Linked DNA regions of Mus musculus: region 1 is linked to region 2. Evidence: chromatin contacts called from public promoter capture Hi-C data. All regions are on one chromosome and are shown on one strand. The core of a region is the stretch at or near the end of the contact, and the rest is flanking DNA. Distances in the headings are between cores, read along the strand shown. Region 1 holds the start of Serpina3k (serine (or cysteine) peptidase inhibitor, clade A, member 3K). Region 2 holds the start of Serpina5 (serine (or cysteine) peptidase inhibitor, clade A, member 5).

What was found. Promoter capture Hi-C pulls out the DNA fragments that hold promoters and counts their contacts.
Region 1: a contact with region 2 is called in a promoter capture Hi-C map of liver, with 6 times the contacts expected there. The contact joins the promoter of Serpina3k here to the promoter of Serpina5 in region 2. A contact is called at or near these places in 10 of 39 promoter capture datasets (the 3T3-L1 cell line, cranial neural crest, embryonic stem cells and 5 more), 6 of 484 Hi-C or Micro-C datasets (all in liver), 2 of 115 datasets of contacts at active chromatin or transcription factors (both in liver) and 4 of 9 other capture datasets (adipose tissue, liver, macrophages and 1 more).

What each region holds. Positions count from the first base shown.
Region 1 is chr12:104,336,849-104,339,914 of GRCm38.p6, reverse strand. It overlaps Serpina3k (serine (or cysteine) peptidase inhibitor, clade A, member 3K), which reads right to left and starts at 1,429. Exons shown (of 5, transcript NM_011458.2): 1 at 1,370-1,429.
Region 2 is chr12:104,099,265-104,102,413 of GRCm38.p6, reverse strand. It overlaps Serpina5 (serine (or cysteine) peptidase inhibitor, clade A, member 5), which reads right to left and starts at 1,301. Exons shown (of 5, transcript NM_172953.3): 1 at 1,155-1,301; 2 at 120-745. The coding sequence starts at 732.

The sequences.
Region 1 (3,066 bases), core at 180-2,679, 240 kb before region 2:
ACCTCAGGAGGCTTGAAAAGCCTCCTGGCAGGAAGAAGAAAGAGTATCAGTATCAGTCTCTGATATCTGCGCCAGATTTCATGTTGGCTGTGTGATAGCAATCAAATGGGTAGACCTCTCTGTGCAGCTCAGTGAGGGGACCAGGTTACATTATTGTTAAGTGGCTGGCTTGTTGTTGGCATTGGGGGGTCATGGTAGGAAATGTCTAGGGGTCCATCTCCTCCATATACAACCAGCGTGAGGGCCACAGGCATCCTAATGAAGTATAGTTGAAAGCTTGCAATCAAGGCTATATACCTTTGGCCTCTGATCATTTATTCAGGTGTAAAGTTGAAGGTAGATGGTAAAGGAATGGGAGACAGAGGAAGGAGTGGAGAGAAGAGAGAGCGAAGAGGGGAAATGAGAGAGGAGGTAGGGAAAAGGAGAGAGGAGGATGAGTAGAGGGAAAAGAGGGAGTAGCAAGGAGAGGGGAGAGAAGAGAAAGGAGGGAGGAGAGAGGCGAGATCAGAGAGTAGAAGTTTGGAGAAAGTAAGGAGATAGAAATGGGAAAAAAGGGTGCAAGGAGATAGGAAGAGGGAGGAGAGGGGAGTAGGAAGAGGGAGATGGAGAGAAAGCAGGATGAAGTGAAGAGAATTAGGCTGGGAGAGAAGACAAAAGGAGCACACAGGGAGCTGGAGAAAGCAGAGAAGGGTGTGTTGGCACTAAACCACTTGTCCCCATTGCTGTGACATGCCTACAGAGGAGCCCAGAACCTCAACAACTTGTCTGCCTTTACTCTGTACTTTACTTTCACACTGATGCAACCATTTCTATGGAAAGGCACTCAACAGTATTTTGTCCCACAATTATTTTCAGAGAAAAGAGGTTGCTCAGTTGGTATGGCAAGAGACATGGCTCAGTGAATGGGCATTCTTTGGTTCGCTAGTTGAGGGTGAAACCTGTCTGCCAGGGGATCTGTGATCTAAGAAGGAAGTGGGGTCCCAACACCCACCCCCAGGCATTGCCTTTGTGATGTGAGCAAGACAGAAGTGTCGCCTCATCCAGAGTGACTGTGCAACAGTCCTGTCTCAGCCTAGCTATCACAGCAGCATGCCACGCAAGTTCTCAAAACTTCATCCCAGTAGAGTCAGAGGAGCAGCTTCCATTTATTGTCTATGAGCAGAGACCACAGCATCTGCATCTTCCTTTGGCAAGAGAAACAGACCAGAGAGAAGATTCTGTGAACCCAGAAATGTTCCCTGATTGTAGCCTAGTATCTCATCCAAAGCCCTTGCCTCAGCCACACACATGTTGTAGGCCATAGCTAGTACCATACAGTCCTGGGACAGTGCCTTTTCTGTCCCTGGAGTCAAGGAATCCCGGGCATTACCTGCAGAGCCTCTGTGATAGCTGACTCCTGATGTTCAGGGTTGTTGGCTTGCCTGGCATCTCCCCAGTGAACAGTGATGCCTATTTATTCCTCCCAAGGGCTCCTCCCTCCTCTTAGGAAATGTTGGCATGGACAAGTTGTGCCCTGTGTTCGGTTTACAATTCGTCAGACAAGAAGATTCCTGGTAATATGGATTTGTAGTCTCTATCAGAACTGCCTCCTGATGGGGCAATTCCCAACTCTTCTCTGTACAAGCCCATTGGATCTCCTGGGTATGTATTTTGTTTGTCAAATGTTTCAAAGACAATGTGGAAAGGGGAAGAAGTCAGAAGCAAAACCAGAATGCATGATCTCTACCCTACTGTACTGGCTAGTTTTGTGTCAACTTGACACAGCTGGAGTTATCACAGAGAAAGGAGCTTCAGTTGAGGAAATGCCTCAAGGAGATCCAACTCTAAGGCATTTTCTCAATTAGTGATCAAGGGGGAAAGGCCCCTTGTGGGTGGGACCATTTCTGGGCTGGGAGTCTTGGGTTCTATAAGAGTGCAAGCTGAGCAAGCCTGGGAAGCAAGCCAGTGTAGAACATCCCTCCATGGCCTATGCATCAGCTCCTGCTTCCTGACCTGCTTGAGTTCCAGTCTTGACTTCCTTTGGTGATGAACAGCAGTATGGAAGTGTAAGCTGAATAAACCCTTTTCTTGCCAACTTGCTTCTTGGTCATGATGTTTGTGCAGGAATAGAAACGCTGACTAAGACACCTACTTTTCACCAACGAGGGCTGCAGCTTTATAGTCTAAGTCATTTAAAAATGAACACTGAATACTAACTAAAAAAAATCAGTAGCCCTCCTTTATACAAATATTAAGTGGAAGAACTGAGAGCAAACATCCTGCACAATAGCCACAAGTAACATCAAATATCTTGGTTTAACTCCAACCAGGCAAGGAAACATCCTGCAGGACAAGAGGTTCTACTGTCTGAGGAAAGAAATTGAGGAAGATATTAGAATATGGCAAGATATCCATGCTCATGGATTGGTAGGATTAGCCTAGTAAAAATAGACATTCTAACAAGAGCAGTCTACTGATTCAGTGAAATTCCCATTAAAGTTCCAACACAATTCTTTACAGGCCTTGAAAGAGCATTTCTCAACTTCATATGGAAAAACAAAACACCCAGGATAGGTAAAAAAAATCTTGTATAATAAAAGAACTTCTATATCTGTACCACCATCCCTGGTTTCAAGCTGTACTACAGAGCAATAGTAATAAACCCCCATGGTATTGGCATGAAGACAGGCATGTTGATCAATGGAATAGAACTGAGTGATCTAGGAGAACCCATTGAGCAAAGCAAAGGTTTGGTTTGACTCACAGTTTCAAAGTCTACAGTTCAGGGTCTGCTGGCTCCAGTTCTGTTCTAGGTCTATTTCCAATGTCTGTGACTACCCAGTACCCAGTTCTTGCCTAACTCTTACCCTCCTCCAGGCCCTAGGCTCTGCCACCCACTGCCCTTTTCTGGATCAGCCTCCATCTGATACAGTGTTGGAGCCCAAACTCCTGTAGCTGCATGGGGCTTGTTGGTCAGAGCAGCTCCTCTCCCTCTAGCACTTTTACTCAGGGCAGTGTCACAGCCTTTCTCTGCATTCCCAGCCAAACAACCTCACAGGACAAATAGACACCTCCATCTTCATCACA
Region 2 (3,149 bases), core at 52-2,551:
GCAGCTTTCCTTCTACCCAGCTGGCACTTGGGTGGCTTGTTCTTTTATCAGGGAGGGAATGCTATCTTTTAATAAAAACAGAAAAGAGGAAAAAGTTCAAGTTGGAGCCCAAGGCTTACCTTTGAAGAAGATGTAATTTACCACTATCATGACATGGGTGCTGTCAAGATCCTTGATAAAGTCTACAATCTTGCCCTTGGTCTGCTTGGCTACATAGTTGTTGATCTGCTTCTTGGCGATTTCAGGGTTCCCAAAGTTGGTAGAGAAAGTGTCTGACATGTACAGTGTCTTCATGGCACTCAGGAAGTCGTCCCGGATATGTACTGCTGGGTCTTTAAAAAGGGCACTGCCCAGGCTCAGCTGCAGGCCATCACTAGGCTGCCTGAATCTCTGTAGCAGCTGTTGGAAGCCCTTGTGGAGCTTGTCTTCTTGGCCTTGCTGGAGGCTGAGGCCTAGGCCATCTAGGATCTGGGTCTTCGTCTTCAAGCCAGCCCCCAGGGAGAGCATGCCCAAACTCATAGACACGCTCAAGGGGGAGAAGAAGACATTCTGACCAGGGGATTCAGAAACCAAGGCCCTGTAGAGTCTGAAAGCAAAGTCTTTGCTACTGGGAGGTCCCACAGCACCCACCGAGGACTCTTTAGCCTTCTTCTTCTTGGAATGGGAGTGTCGGCGGGAAGCCACCCCATGGCTGATGAACAGCACCAGGCACAGAATGGGGAAGAACCTCATTGTGGTGACAGCTCTGGAGGGGAGAAGAGAAAAATGTTCTTGGAGAGGGAACAGTTGTGAGTCAAAGTGAGAGACACAATGAGTAGGCTGACATCTGCAAAGATGTCCCCATGTCCCCTCCAAGAGGGTAAGAAGGAAACTAGACCATGAGGCTGTAAAGAGAAGCAGTGGTACTCAGTGCTCTGGGACGATCAGATGAAGCAGGCAACTAACTGCTCAAGGTAGACTTACAGACCGGTATGCAATGGAGTTAAAACAAAATCAAAATCAAAAACAAAAAACAAAACATTTTTTCCTCATAATATTTTAAGTAAGTTTAGGATTTTGCATTATGCCTCATTCGCAGGGTTCCTTGGCTTCAGCTATGTTACACCCACACACATCCATAATGCCACAGGTCCTACCCCAGCAGGTGTACTCACTCTGTATCGTGGTGGCTGAGTGTCAAGGTATAGTCCACCTGGCTTACAAGAGGACAGAGAGCAGAGCAGAGGAATTGCAGCCGGCAAATGTCACTGACCGCAGAGACTCTGTCTCCACCCCACTCCAGCTCTGCTTCATTGGGAGCTGGGTTGATCTAAGATTTTCGTAGGGTCCCCGATAAAAGGACAGAATAAATGTACTTCTGTTTCTTTGTCTAAGAATGTGCTTGGCAATGCCAGCCAGAGCCCGAGGCTGGAGCCTTGAACTTGTTAAGGTTTCTATTCCTGGGACTTAGCTTTTTCCCCTGAAGAGACTGGTGTCATCAATTCCAAGGCTGCCGTGTGCTCAGTCTGGAATGTTCTTGAGATATCATGTTTTCCTTGCGCAACATTGTTTGATTAGCTTCCCTCTGGCTTTGTCCCATTGTGTGGCAGTTTCTGCTGACTCTGTCTCATCTCTTACCTGGACTTGGTATATAAGATACTGTACTTTTAAAAGAAGCTTGCTTGGTATAAGATCCAGCATGTGAAAGCTGGACTTCCTGATCCCTAACTGTATCTTCTCTAGCTTATGGCCTCCTGATCCCACCTCCCCCCTCGGCATTGTTACAAAAAAAAAATGACTGTATGGTCCAAGTCAAGTAGTGACTAAACAGGGACGCCTGAATATGAGAAAAAGAGTAAATATGGCCATAACACATAGAGAAATTTAAAAATTAAAAAGTATCCCCAGAGAGACCACCTGAAGAAAGGGGTAGAAACTTCAAGAGTGAAACAAAAGATAGTAAAGTTGTCTTCTTAACATAATATTGCTATTGGTTATTTGGGAATTTGACAATGTATCCCATTACCCTTACTTCCCAGCCCCCCAGGCCCGCTCCCCACCTCTTGTGCACCACTGCCCCCAAAGATAGAAAAAACAAGTCCAGTTTGTGTTGTCCATATACTCGCCAGAACATGGTCAAACTCCTGCTGGCCAGCTCCTTAAAGATGAGTGAGTCTGTCCACCTCCACAACCACCAGGAACCAGCTATCATGGAGAGCTAAACTTCAGCATCCTTACCCTAACAAACAGCCTGCTTGGTTTTGCTAGATTTCTCCCCAGTACAGGATAGGTATAGGGGTTGTGGGGTGAGGGCCTATGTGGTGTGTGTGTGTGTGTGTGTGTGTGTGTGTGTGTGTGTGTGTGTGCATGTTGAGGACACAGTCAAAACTCACAACAGTGGCTGCACAGATTTCAGAACCCAGGTTCAGACTACAAAGAGCCCAGTCTCCTAGGCACAACAGTCCATCATTGACCCGCCTTTGCCTGAGAGATAACTGCTCTGAAAACTCTTTCCCAACCAGTTTTACATTAAAAAACAAAAAGGAGGTTTATCTACATGACTATTAAAAGGTCTCATGATATTAAAAAAAATAGAAAACGTTATAAAAATAAAGTTATTTTACATGTTATTTAAAAAGTAAAAATAGCATAAAAAATAGCATAAGTTATGGTACTAAAATATAAAAGCTATGAGGTAAAAAATATTTTGATGAAAATTTATACATACAGAAATAAATTATTTTAATAAATAATAATTTACATAAAGATTGAGGTGGATATATTGAGATATGAGCTATATAAAATTAAAAGGGTTATAAGTTACAAAGTTCTGAGTACATTATTTAAAGTATAAAAGGGATAAGATTTAAAGATAATATACATAAAACTAAATTTTCTAAGGCTTGAGATTAGCAATTTAAAATAAAGGTTGTCAAATTAAGATTTATTTAAAATTATCTGGCTGCCAAAATATTACATAATAGCTAAAAAAAAAATCAGATCAGTGACCTTCTGGGTGCCTCTCATGGGAGGCCCTGTGCCGAAGACCCTCTGGGTCCCTGTGTCTGCGTGGAACGGGTCTCTAGTCGCAAGTGGGCAAAGCTTTGGATGAATTGACAGACAGATGCACACAGGAGAGGTTGTGTAGAATCTGAATGCATTGTCAGGTC